Regions from separate parts of the Zea mays genome. Here region 1 is linked to region 2. The links are chromatin contacts, called in public Hi-C maps. All regions are on one chromosome and are shown on one strand. The core of a region is the stretch at or near the end of the contact, and the rest is flanking DNA. Distances in the headings are between cores, read along the strand shown. Region 1 holds the start of LOC103630659. Region 2 holds the start of LOC103630655 (type IV inositol polyphosphate 5-phosphatase 3).

Region 1 (5,973 bases), core at 1,935-4,434, 160 kb before region 2:
TCCGAAACACAGGCTAGGTTTGTACATATACTCCTTTCTTACTTATGAGGTGTTTGGTTTCTAAGGACTAATTTTTAGTCCCTCAATTTTATTCCATTTTAGTCCATAAATTGCCAAACACGGAAACTAAGGTACTAAAATGGAATAAAATAGATGGCCTAAAAATTAGTCCCTAGAAACCAAACACCCCCTTAATTGAAAGGCAGAGCTTCTGCCACTTTATTAAAAAAAAACACTAGGGTCTTGAGATGTGTTACCCTCTGTTAGTCTCGCCAATCCTAATTTGTGCACCGTATGGAAACAACTTGCGTACTGTGCCTTGCAAGAGAGTCCCTTCTCTAAGGCATGTCACCGCCTAAAGAAAATTTTATTAAGTAAAAACCATCACTCATACAAGTTAAAATCTGAAATATGTATTGCAAAAGCTATAAAGATGCTTTACAATTGGAGAGTACTTGTTAAACAGCTCTAAAATCAAAGTTGAAGAGTTTCTTGCCTTCACAAGCAACCAGATAAGTTGCTTAAACAAATAAATAACAAATATGTACTTCAAACAGATATTGCACAAGAAAAACATAAAACTACATGGTCCAGGCTTCAAATAATTAGTAGCAGAGGCCAATGTAGCTAACTCACCCATGCCTCTTTTTCACTAATTATCAATTCGTTGGTCTCTTCATCAATCCTCGTAATGCAGACATGCATTTCTTGATCAACCTGTGAGTGAAAAAAGTTTCAATTCGCGAATCACATTATTATACTTGCAAGTTCAAAAGGTGACTTTGAAACAGTCAATCCTGATATACCAAGTATGGAACAGCATAAAACCATACAAGCTTTACTTTATAGAACACATATGATGCATAACTTACTTTGTTCTTTAGGTCAGTGAAATTTCTTGGTCTAGTCATCATCTCAGGTTTGGGAAGGAATGCCCGAAGGCCCTGAGAAGGCAAAGGTGCTTTAGCTATAAAATTACAAAACTGAAACAAGTATTGTAGTACATATACTCGTACCTCAATTCTAGATAGCAAGCCACTAGCATTCCACTCATAAATTTTGATCTTGATGGGTACATTTAGCTGTTTTATCTGAACATTGGTGTGTACAAAAATAGTCAAATATATATGTGAAAAGGATTAGCATACAGAAGGCAGTCATTGATCTAAAAAAATTAGATCAAACTTTCTGATAGAGCAGTAGAAACGCAGAGCTAATCACAATTATGCCTGTTGTTGTCATCAAAGCAAGCCATAATGGAAGCACAATTGTTTCCATAGAAAACGTTTAGCAGACAGTTATTACTTCTACAAACTTCAATACCCCATACATTTTATTAAAACCATTCTCGGAACCTAAGATACAAATTTGTATAAGATATATCAACAACCCACCACGCTTTAACAGCTTGAGCTTCAAGCCTTTGAGAGCAGGAAATAAGTATATTAGAGTTATATTATCTGGCAACAATAAGATGGTCGAGTGGTCATGAACTAGTAGTTTCTTTTTTTTCTCGAAAATGCAGGAGAATTGTGTGTCAATATATTAAGAAGAAAAAGGATTAAGGTCCTAGAGGACCAGTACAACAACAAAGGGCCTCCTTACGGTGGCCAACAACATGCATACAAGAAACCATACATGACAAATAAAAACTACCAAACAGCAAAAAGAACCTGCCACCCCCTCCAAATTTATTTCCAAAAGGACTAAGGCCATACTTTCCTCAGGCCAGCAGCCCCAACCAGGCACCACAGCCTACCATCAATTTTGATGTCCTGAGTAATAGCATTGGGTCTATTTGTTTCAGCTTATAATATGCCCAGATTATATAATCTAGCTTAAATAATCTAAATGGAAAAAACAAACAAATTATTATGCCAAAATACCCACTATTGCCACACCTTAAACAAAAAATTGTTTTCTCTATTTTTTATTGCTCCTGCCACACAACACATGACTAAAATCAACAATCAAACTTTCAATTAGTTAGGTTGTCAAACAACTACACCCAAATTATTTAACATAGATTATATAATCCATATTATTTAATCTCTTATATAATCCAGGTTATATAATCTATAAGCTGAAACAAACAGGCACATTGATGCTTGGTCATGAACTAGTAGTTTCTAATAATCCAGCTCTACTGGTAGCTCGAATATAAGCAGTTGGTTTGAACTGGTAGTTTCTAATGGTCCAGCTCTACTTGGGCAGTGCGTCAAACTATTGATAAGAGATCGTTCGAAGGACTTCCAACAACAAAAGAAAGGAGCGGCATAGAGGACCTGCCTCGCTCTGTGCCACGCGACGCGCCGGAACAGTCTGCGCGCTGACAGCAGCGGCCGCCCGCCAAGTGTTCGGCCGAGAACCTCAGCGAACACGATCGTACCGGCGCGCAGCACCGGCGCAACTTTCTCCTTCCCATTCCTCCCGATGATCGCCTCCCCGTCCCCCTCTCCTCCTCCCCTGAATTGCCTGACCACGACGCCGACCCGCCCTTCCGCTGCAAACTCCGCCGCACACTTGGACGCGACGTCGCACGCTAGGTACCCGAACTCCTCCGCGGGCACCGGCGCCGACTCCTTGGCCAGCATCAGCGCTGGTTCGCCGCTGGAACCGATGTCGACGTCGAGCGTCCTCCCGTCACTCCGGACCACGACGCCGGCGACGAAGTCCCCGGGCTTGGGGTCGTAGTAACTAACCCCACGCTCACCAGCGGCGGACAATACATCTCTCCTTGACGCCTCCTCCGGCACCTCGCCATCCGCGGTGTCTGCGCCCACGTCGGGGTCGGTGCTCTTCACCTGGAAGAACTTGAGAAAAGGCGCGAGCGCTTCTTCTGTTGATGACACCGGAGCAGACTCGAGCTCCTCCTCGGCCTCGTTATCCTCTGCGACGGCAGGTAACGGCTTCTCGAGAAGGTGGAGCTCGTCGCTCCCGCTCCCGCCGGCAGCGGAGGGGGAGATCGAGGCGTGGCGCGGCGGTTGGGACACAAGTCTTCGGGAGAAGAAGGGATGGCTCGCGGTGGGGGTCTTGGGGTGCTTTGCTTGGCGTCTTCGTGGCGAGATGGACGCGGCGGGGAGGATGGAGACGAGGGAGGGCGGCGGCATGGCGAGCGGGGTAGCGAACTTGTGAGCGGACGGCCGTCACGCGGTTATCTCATCCCAACTCGACAAGCCCACGAGGCCACGACGCATATCATATTTCCGGAGATAGAGCATCTCCATTAGAGCAACTCCAATAGTTCTCTAATAGACTTCCTAAATCGACAATTTAAACAGTTAACACAAAAACTCATCTCCAACAGTTCTCTAAATGAACTTTCTAAATTTAACAATTTCTATCTAACCTTATTTCCTCTCTACATTTGGCAACTATTTAACAACTCACTAAACAAAAATGTTTAGGACATTATGTAGATAATGAAGGTAAATGATGACATTTGTGACTTTATTTTTTTATGTGGATAGATACAAAACAAAACTACAACCTATATTTAGAGAACTATTGGAGAACTCACATTTTTTTACTCCCAAAGTTATTTAGCAACTTCTTAAATCTGTGATTTAGAGAGCTAAAATTTACATAACTATTGGAGTTGCTCTTAGTTGATTAAAAAATCCCTAAAATCAGATTTGGAAAGGTGCTAAATACGTCTTTAAAAAATAACCTTGACTACATCAGTTCTCAATCCCCAGGTTGTTAAATATTTTAAAATTATATCAATTCAGTTTTTCTAATTAGTACTTGTCGCTTCGAATTCTGTTTCATTTATACAATAAAGGGCAATAATCATTGTTCTTCTTTGAAACTTTTTTCAATCGATATAAACCACGGAAGATCTTTTTCTCTAATTTTTTTGATGGATCATAACTGACCTTTTATTAAATGACGGGTTGCATATAATTTTTTTTTGTAATATACAACATCGTAACCCGTGGCGGACGCGTGACAAAATTCTAGGTGGAGTCATAGTAATAAGAAACAGGTATAGCGTGGTAGCGACCTTTTGACTCGAGAACGTCGTCCCCGAGCCAGGTGTACGTGGAGTCATTTTCGTTACCACCATTTAAAAAACTCTCATAGATAGCGTATAACATTCATCGACCTCATCCTCACTACATGGACTTTTGTGACTATAGGTTGGACGACGTAAGATACAAGTCTCTAGGCCAGACCACTAGACAAAAGTAGTTTCAAAATAATATGCAATAGGCGATAGTGGCGATGTGACAAGGTGATGGCGGCAAGCGGCAGCCATTGTCGCATTGTGACGGCACGAAGGGACCCTAGTGAGAAAGCGAGGGCAAGTGACGTCGTGGTGCCAAGGCAGGATCCCATCGACAGCCTTATCGCACATCGATGCAGACTAGGATGTAAAGTAGATGTATTGCGTGCCGGATCTCGACGGGTGATGAGATGGCGAGTGATGACAAGGTAAAGTGGCGCTAGCAGCGGGCAGGTTAGGTTATCCACTAATTGACCAGTCAATGACCAAAGGAGTGAGCGAGCCACTGGTGGGCCAACATTAGAGGAGGTGTCGGTGTTTCGGACCCGGGGACCCTCAACCGGACCGACTAGTGAATTTTGTGCCGCGTGCCCCTGTCCAGATGGGTTGATGCAAGATGGAACACAAGAGGAGGGATGAGGCTTATATTATCTTGCACCGGGGGTGCTTGCAGTAGGGGTTACAAGCTTCACGAGAGAGGGAACGGGCCCTAGGCCTCCTGTGGAGTGGAGCTCGATGTTTGGGTGAGTCCGTCTCCGTTGCTCTTGCTGCCCGTGTTGCCCCCCTTCTCTCCCCCTTTCGAAGGCCCTGGGCATCCCCTTTTATAGACACAAGGGGATGGTCCAGCTGTACATATGGGGGTGTAGCAATGTGCTAACGTGTCCGGCAAAGAGGTGCTTGAGCCCTGTATGAAGCATAGCTGGCGGGGCGGACCTGGGTCCTGCTGACGTTTCTTTGCTTTCGTAGAGAGCTTGTGGACTATTGACGTCATGGACGCATGCGGGGAACCATCATTACCTGTTGCCGGAGTAATCTAGATGTGACTTCGGTCTTGTTCCTTCGTAGCCTGAGGCGGCTAGCTTGAGGTAGGGTAATGATGTATCCCCTGTAGCGTAGTCGGTCCGAGGCCAAGGTAGAGCGAGGCGGTGACTCCTCCCAAGGCCGAGGCCGAGGTCGGGCGAGGCGGAGACCTTCTCCTGAGGCCGAGGCTAAGGTCGAGACCTGGGGTCGGGCGAGGTGGAGACCTCCTCCCGAGGCCGAGGCTGAGGTCGAGACCTGGGGTCGGGCGAGGCGGAGCTCCCTGTTGTGCCCGAGGCTGAACTCGGGAGAGGCTGTGACTTACTGTTGTTAGTCTTACCCTGGTGGTTGACACAGTAGCCGGAGCGGGGCGAACAGTACTGTTTTCCTGTCAGAACGGTCAGTGAAAGGGTGAAGTGACTGCAGTCACTTCGACCTTGCCGACTGAGGCACGCGTGTCAGGATAGGGTGTCAGGTGATCCCCGCATTAAATGCGCATGCGATACGGTCGGTTGGTAAGGCGATTTGGCCGAGGTCGCTGCACAACAAGGTTTACCCGAGCTTGGCTTCGGGCGAGCCGAGGGTGCGCCCACTGCCTGTGGAGGCCCTCGGGCGAGGCGAGATCGCGTCCCTTGGCAGACGAGGCCTTGACTTGAACCGTGCTTATCAGTCTTTGCAGTTTGTTCTGAAGACGTTTTCCAGCCGTGTTTAGGAGTGTTGGGGGTACCCCTAATTACGGTACCCGACAGTAGCCCCCGAGCCTCGAAGGGAGTGTAGGTACTCGCTTGGAGGTTCTGCCGGATTTTTTGCAAGGGGACCAGCCTTTCTCGGTTATATTTTGTTCCAATGGGTGCGCGCGAGCGCACCCGTCGGGTGTAGCCCCCGAGGCCTCGGAAGGTCTTAATTCTTTTTGTGATGCCTTGGTCGGCCTTGTTGTTTTCCCATGC
Region 2 (6,181 bases), core at 2,001-4,500:
TGAATTCCTGATACAGTGATAACATGTCACAGAAACAGCAATCGCACTCAGCTGCTACTTGTTGGCTAGCTCAAATATACGTATAGTATAAAAGCATGCTACTTAATTATTATTCAGTAATTTGTAATTTGTAATTTGGAGTGATGTTCTGTCATCTAATCCGCAAAGTTTTGGTAATGCAGGGTCTGCGCAGGAACATGGAACGTTGGAGGCATATGTCCACCCAATGACTTGGATATTGAAGAATGGCTGGATATAGATGATGAACCAGCTGATATTTATGTTCTCGGGTAATTTTTCTCTCAGATAAACCTTTTTTTCTCTCTTTCGGGTGGGTTATACTTAAACATGCCGCCGACTTCTAAAGGGAAAAAATCAATAACGTAAACCTTTTATATATATTTTTTGCAAGAAAATTGTCCACGTACATATTTATTTTTGAAGAAATTATGCCTTCTCAATTGAAATTCATTTACCAAACAGATGCAGCTGGACAAGTATATTAAAGGTGGCAGTTAAGAGAGCTGTTACTCATATACTGTAGGCCCACATGCTATTTGGTTATGAAATTTGACACTACCTTTTTATTTTTGAATCAACATTAAAAAGATGCAGAACTGCTTCAATTACTAATATTCCTTACAAATTAAAAAAAAGCTCCATTTACCATGAAAACTGCCGCTACCTTTCAGATTTCAAGAGATTATCCCACTGGAAGTCGGGTATATGATTGGAACTGAAGACACTCGTCCGGTCGCAGTATGGGAGCATATCATCCACGAAACTTTGAACAAGAAGTGTCCGGATAAATCGAAGTCCAAACGCCACAGTGACTCTCCCCCGCCAGCAAGGTTTAATCCATTAGACTATGTTCTTGCCGTGGAGAATGAGTTGCATAACGAATCCAACAGTGATAGCGATGGGGAGCTTCATCGGCTGCACAATGCAGAATCATCCGATTCAGCTCGACGCCGTCTCCGGCCATTGGATTTAGCCTGTGGCGTTCACAATTATAATGGGGATAAAAGGAAAAGGCTGCAGTATGTACGGGTAATAAGCAAGCAAATGGTAGGAGTGTTTCTTTCGGTATGGGTCCAGAGAAGCCTGCAGAAGCACATCCAGAATCTGAGAGTGTCAACTGTCGGTGTAGGTACAAGGGGTTTTATTGGTAACAAGGCAAGTGACAAAAATTTATGTCTTTTATTACTCATGCAGATTTAGGTTACAACAATAATTGTATCATACTTGGAATCCTAAAATGTTGCTTGCCACATTGCCCACAGCGATTTTAAATATCTCTTCTGAGAACTGGAGTTAAAACAAATGCATGTTTTGATGATACCATACTTTCAAGAATCATGAAAAGAGAGAAATTTTGTTTATTTCCTTAAAAGTTAACCTGCTTAGTATTGCATTCGTGGTGGACATACTTGTTTAAATTTGTTTGTATAAAAGTAAAGCACATGCTAACATTTGTTCCTTCAACATGCTTCAGGGATCAGTATCAGTCAGCATGACTATGCATGAAACTCATTTCTGCTTTGTATGTTGCCACCTGGCCTCTGGTGAGAAAAACGGCGACGAACTAAAGAGAAATGCAAATGTTGAAGAAATCAATAGAAGGACTGTTTTTAACCCAGTTCATACGATAGGTGTGCCCCAGAGAATACATGACCATGAGTGAGTTAATACGCGTCTTCAATATTTTGCGCTACGCTCCAATACGCACTTAGGAATCAACAATTCCCAATGGCTTCTATATTAAATAAATGTGTCTCCTTAAAATTTTCAGAAGGATTACACTGCTAGGGGATCTCAACTATCGACTCAATTTATCGTATGAGACTACGCATGAACTTATCTCCAAACAGGACTGGGATGGATTGTTTAAGATGGATCAGGTAATTTAGATATCCTAATACTTCCCAATATATACTTGCACAGAGTTTCCAGCTCATCCTTCTCTCTGTGACAGCTGAAAAAGGAACTAGGTAAAGGGTGCACATTTGATGGTTGGGTTGAAGGGCCTATCACCTTCCCCCCAACGTATAAATACGAGTTTAACTCAGAAAAATATGTAAGTGACGCGACGAAATCTGGGAGAAGAACACCCGCATGGTATGCTCCACTAGACATCAAACTTGAGATATGTCTATGGAAATAAGGAAATTAACATCTTCACCTGCTTGTATAGGTGTGACCGCATCCTCTCGTATGGGGAGGGGACAAGGCTACTTTCATACAACAGGGCGGAGCTTATATTATCTGATCATCGACCGGTGACTGCAGTTTATATGGCAGATGTTGAAATTGTCTGCCCCAGGAGGCTGCAAAGAGCTCTAACATTCAGCAACGCAGAGGCTGAGGATCACCTGTTGTCTAGGAAGGAAGCACACCTTGAACCTAAGACCAATTAACCATGAGCCAGGCAATTTCCTAGCTCGACGCAATGCAATGCTGATCCTTGATTTCTGAATCTGTTAGAAAGATTCAATTGCACAGCATAGATTAGTAGTAGTAGTAGGATGTGCATTTCCATCCTTGCAACAACCTTATTTGATCAAGGGTATAGTATTTGTGAGTTGTGAGACCATGATTACAGACTCCTTTTGAGTCATTGTATCTGTATCCTTGCCATTACCGTATTACGATGCCATTGGTTTGAGTAAACAATCATTAAATTCTTTGAAGATTGATCGAAGTCATACGACAGGCTGATCAGCGTCTAGTTTTATTTTCAAAAATAAAAACAACAACTCATTGCTACTTTGTATGAGGCTAAATATGTCCTTTAATAATAACTATAAGATTAAAACAAACTTTTCAAACAGCATGATTTTTTATTTTAAATTAAATATATTTTAGAAATCTTTAGAGATTAATGACGACATCTTTATATATTAAAGGCTTGGCCCTAATTTGACAGGCTATCCACGTCGTCTATTAAAGTTATGCTTGCTTGCAATAACAGAACGAGTTTGGATGAGATAATCCTTTAGAAAATATTGTTTAATTTGGAGTCAAGTGTTGTGACAGAACCATTCCTGTTGTCTGTTAGAGTGGATGTGTCGTCGTCGAGTGCCTCGTTACCGACCATGGCTGGCTTATGGATGCCGTCGAGCTTAAGGATGATATGCTCGACTTTAGATTAGGTCTTCTTTATAACAAAGGAAAATTTTCTGAATCCTACGTGAAATAAATTCTGTTAAATTTTTATGACATTTCTGTGTTCTAAAGGACCCCTCATTGGGCCACATCCCAAAATCGACGATAAGGTTTGGGGTCGAGAGCTACGATGAGATGGTTGATGTACTTCAGCAGAATGAGAAGTTAGAGGATGCACTTAAGCTGTTCGATAGAATGATGTAGGAGCACGACCCTCCACCTCCACTGCGTCCGCGCGCGCCAGCGCAAAGAACTTTCGAACAGCAGAGACGCCAACCGAGCCCCACCACGGTTCTTGAAGATAGACTGGTCGGTCTATTTCTTGGCTTTCTAGACTAGAAAAGGGAATCCAACTAGCCAAGGTCCAAGTGACCATCACGTTTCAGTTTCATTCTCTGGGTAGGGGAGCTGCTGCAGCCGTGTGTATGGCGTCCTCTTCCTCCTCCCTGACGCGGTTATTTATCCCGCCTCACCGAGCGCACCATGAGGCAGCCATGGCCGCTTCGGCCGGCGCCTCTCTGCGTAACGGCGGCGGGATGCAGATGCTGGTAGTTGTCTAATGCCCGGAGCTTCTTCGCTTAAGTTCTTCAACCAGCTGTTTCTAGGATCAAATTTCTGATCCTTTTTGCTGTTCTTGTCTCTGTTTTGCGCGAGACGAAGGATCTTGTGATGCAGAGGTGGGCCGAGATGGTGTTGTGCTGCGGCGCGGATTGGAATTGCGTGTCGCAGCTGTGGAACAGGGTGGTGCTGCGCAAGTGGCTAAACATCGGCGCGGGGTCCGGGGATTCCGACTTCAGCGCCGACGAGCACGATACCTCGGAGGGCGAGACCGACCGCGAAGGTTACTTCACTCTTCCCTTCTCCTCCGCCCTTTCTGTTTCTTGAGCGGAATGTTCTGAATTTCTGAATCGATCTGGTTGCTCAAGCTTGCTCTTGTTTGGATTGAAATTATGGAGATTTGGTCTGGAAGTTTGAGAGGTAGGCGTTGACGGTTATGCAGAGCTAACAACACAATGTGCAGTGGAAGTTCTTTCTTGTACGCTACCGTTTGGGTTATGGTGGTTTCTTTTTCTCTACTTCTTTACAACTGGATTAGAAAATTGTCATCTTCAATAATTGGTCAGCTCACGCTGGATTGCATTGCTTGTTTGATGATTGCTTCATTAGGTTACTGTATTTGTTCATTATTTGCAACATGTTTTTATATGGTATGGATGTTTGATCATTTGGCTGAGAATGACCGTTGTGACGTGCGCGGCTAGCGGCTAGGACTTTCTTGGGACCAGATATTTCTTTTGGTACATTCGAATATTCGACCTTCTTTAAGGAAACCAAGAAGGCTATTAAGGGGGTGTTTTGTTTTAGGGACTAATTTTTAGTCCCTCCATTTTATTCCACTTTAGTTCCTAAATTGTTAAATACGGAAACTAAAATAGAGTTATAGTTTCCGTATTTAGCAATTTATGAACTAAAGTGAAATAAAATGGAGGGACTAGTAACCAAACACTCCCTAAGTTCACTATTGCCTCTAAAGGTAACTTTTGGCTGTTCTTTTCATCTTTTGGAAAGAAATAGAATATCAGGAATGTTGATGTGAGCATCTTCTAGTTGACTTCACTATCTAATGGTTGTTGTGCCCCACGTTCTATGAGCTATATATATTTTTCTCTTTATCGAAAGAAAATCTGCAATACATTTGTATTTTCGCTTTTCCTTAGCTTAACTTTTTTGTGAAGATCTGTGTGGATTGTTTTAATGATAAATTGTAATTCCTGTGTTTTCATGTCATTTGTGCAGGCATGTCTGGTTTGAATCATGCCCTATGTAACGAAGAAAGGATATTAGGTGGATTGGGTGCAAGCACGACTGGTAATTTATGAGCGTATAATGTTTATTTTCCTAAGTAAAGGATAAACATGCAGAAGTTAGTGTCTAATAATCATATCATGTTTCCCTTTATGTATATTCATCTGTGAGTTGGGTTTAGTTGACTTGTAGACAAGGAAGTAGGCACACAGTAATGCTGGCGAAATATTTACCTGGACATAGAAGTTGCTAGTTTAATTATGCAGAGGCAACAGAGTTATTTGCAGTTTATTTACCAAATGGGCAGCTCCTGTGGCCTCAGTTTGGTCCCCAACTTCTTAATGATCCTTCTGAAAATAATTGAAGCTTATAGGATTCTGAAATTACACTGTTCTGATGGGATTTCCTAGTTCTTCTTGGTAAATATTTCAATATGATTCATGGATGAGAATGAACAGAAACATAATCGATGAAAAGTGAGGAAGAAAACTTGAATGTATTTCAGCATGTGTTTTGATTTACACTGAAGTCCATTTTTGTTACATTAAGCTTCTGCTTGATTAAGGCATAGATTGATTGGTTACCTTATGTGTGCTGACTGCTGACTGAACTGCTTAAGCTTCCTTTCTTTTCTTCTTCTTTTGGCTGCATACTATGCACAAGCATATGTTTGATATAAAGTTTTGGGTTGGCTTGTTGCCTTACACAATCACACTGATGCTGTAGGTGACGAAATGAGCGATTTACCTTACTGCCTTAGAATGCACAGATCAGAGATCAGTCGTGCTCAGTATGTTGATGTTAGAGAACTCAGGTAATCAACTACAAGTCTAGTCCCCTCGTAGTATTCACTGGCTCCTAGTTATGACATTACAGTACTTTTTCTCTCAGCATTTCTTTGAATCGAAATGATATTCCTGGTGCTTATTCCTCCTGTTATTATCATATTGCAGAAGATTAGTAAAATTTTCTACTGGGCTGGAATTAAAAGGATTTATTAGTTTTATGATGATGTTCTTTCAGCTAATCTGCAAGTTTATTATGCAGGATTTATGTAGGGACATGGAATGTTGGAGGCAGATTTCCACCCAGTGACTTGGACATTGAAGAATGGCTGGCTACGGAGGAGCCAGCTGAAATTTATGTTATCGGGTAATTAGCCACTATACAACCCATTATTAAGTTTTATAGAAAAACAGGGAACATGCAC

Evidence for each region. A called contact is a pair of places that touch in the nucleus more often than the background predicts.
Region 1: a Hi-C map of root tip shows a contact between it and region 2, with 5 times the contacts expected there. The contact joins the promoter of LOC103630659 here to the promoter of LOC103630655 in region 2. A contact is called at or near these places in 10 of 25 Hi-C or Micro-C datasets (bundle sheath, ear, endosperm and 4 more).

What each region holds. Positions count from the first base shown.
Region 1 is chr6:172,836,024-172,841,996 of Zm-B73-REFERENCE-NAM-5.0, reverse strand. It overlaps LOC103630659, which reads right to left and starts at 3,184. Exons shown (of 8, transcript XM_008651706.2): 1 at 2,286-3,184; 2 at 1,017-1,091; 3 at 873-944; 4 at 637-717; 5 at 258-355. The coding sequence starts at 3,110.
Region 2 is chr6:172,679,694-172,685,874 of Zm-B73-REFERENCE-NAM-5.0, reverse strand. LOC103630655 (type IV inositol polyphosphate 5-phosphatase 3) reads left to right here and starts at 3,250. Exons shown (of 10, transcript XM_008651700.4): 1 at 3,250-3,713; 2 at 3,826-4,006; 3 at 4,963-5,034; 4 at 5,698-5,785; 5 at 6,019-6,123. The coding sequence starts at 3,591. LOC103630656 (type IV inositol polyphosphate 5-phosphatase 3) reads left to right here. Exons shown (of 8, transcript XM_008651703.3): 3 at 183-290; 4 at 693-1,176; 5 at 1,496-1,680; 6 at 1,793-1,901; 7 at 1,976-2,118; 8 at 2,195-2,690. The coding sequence ends at 2,417.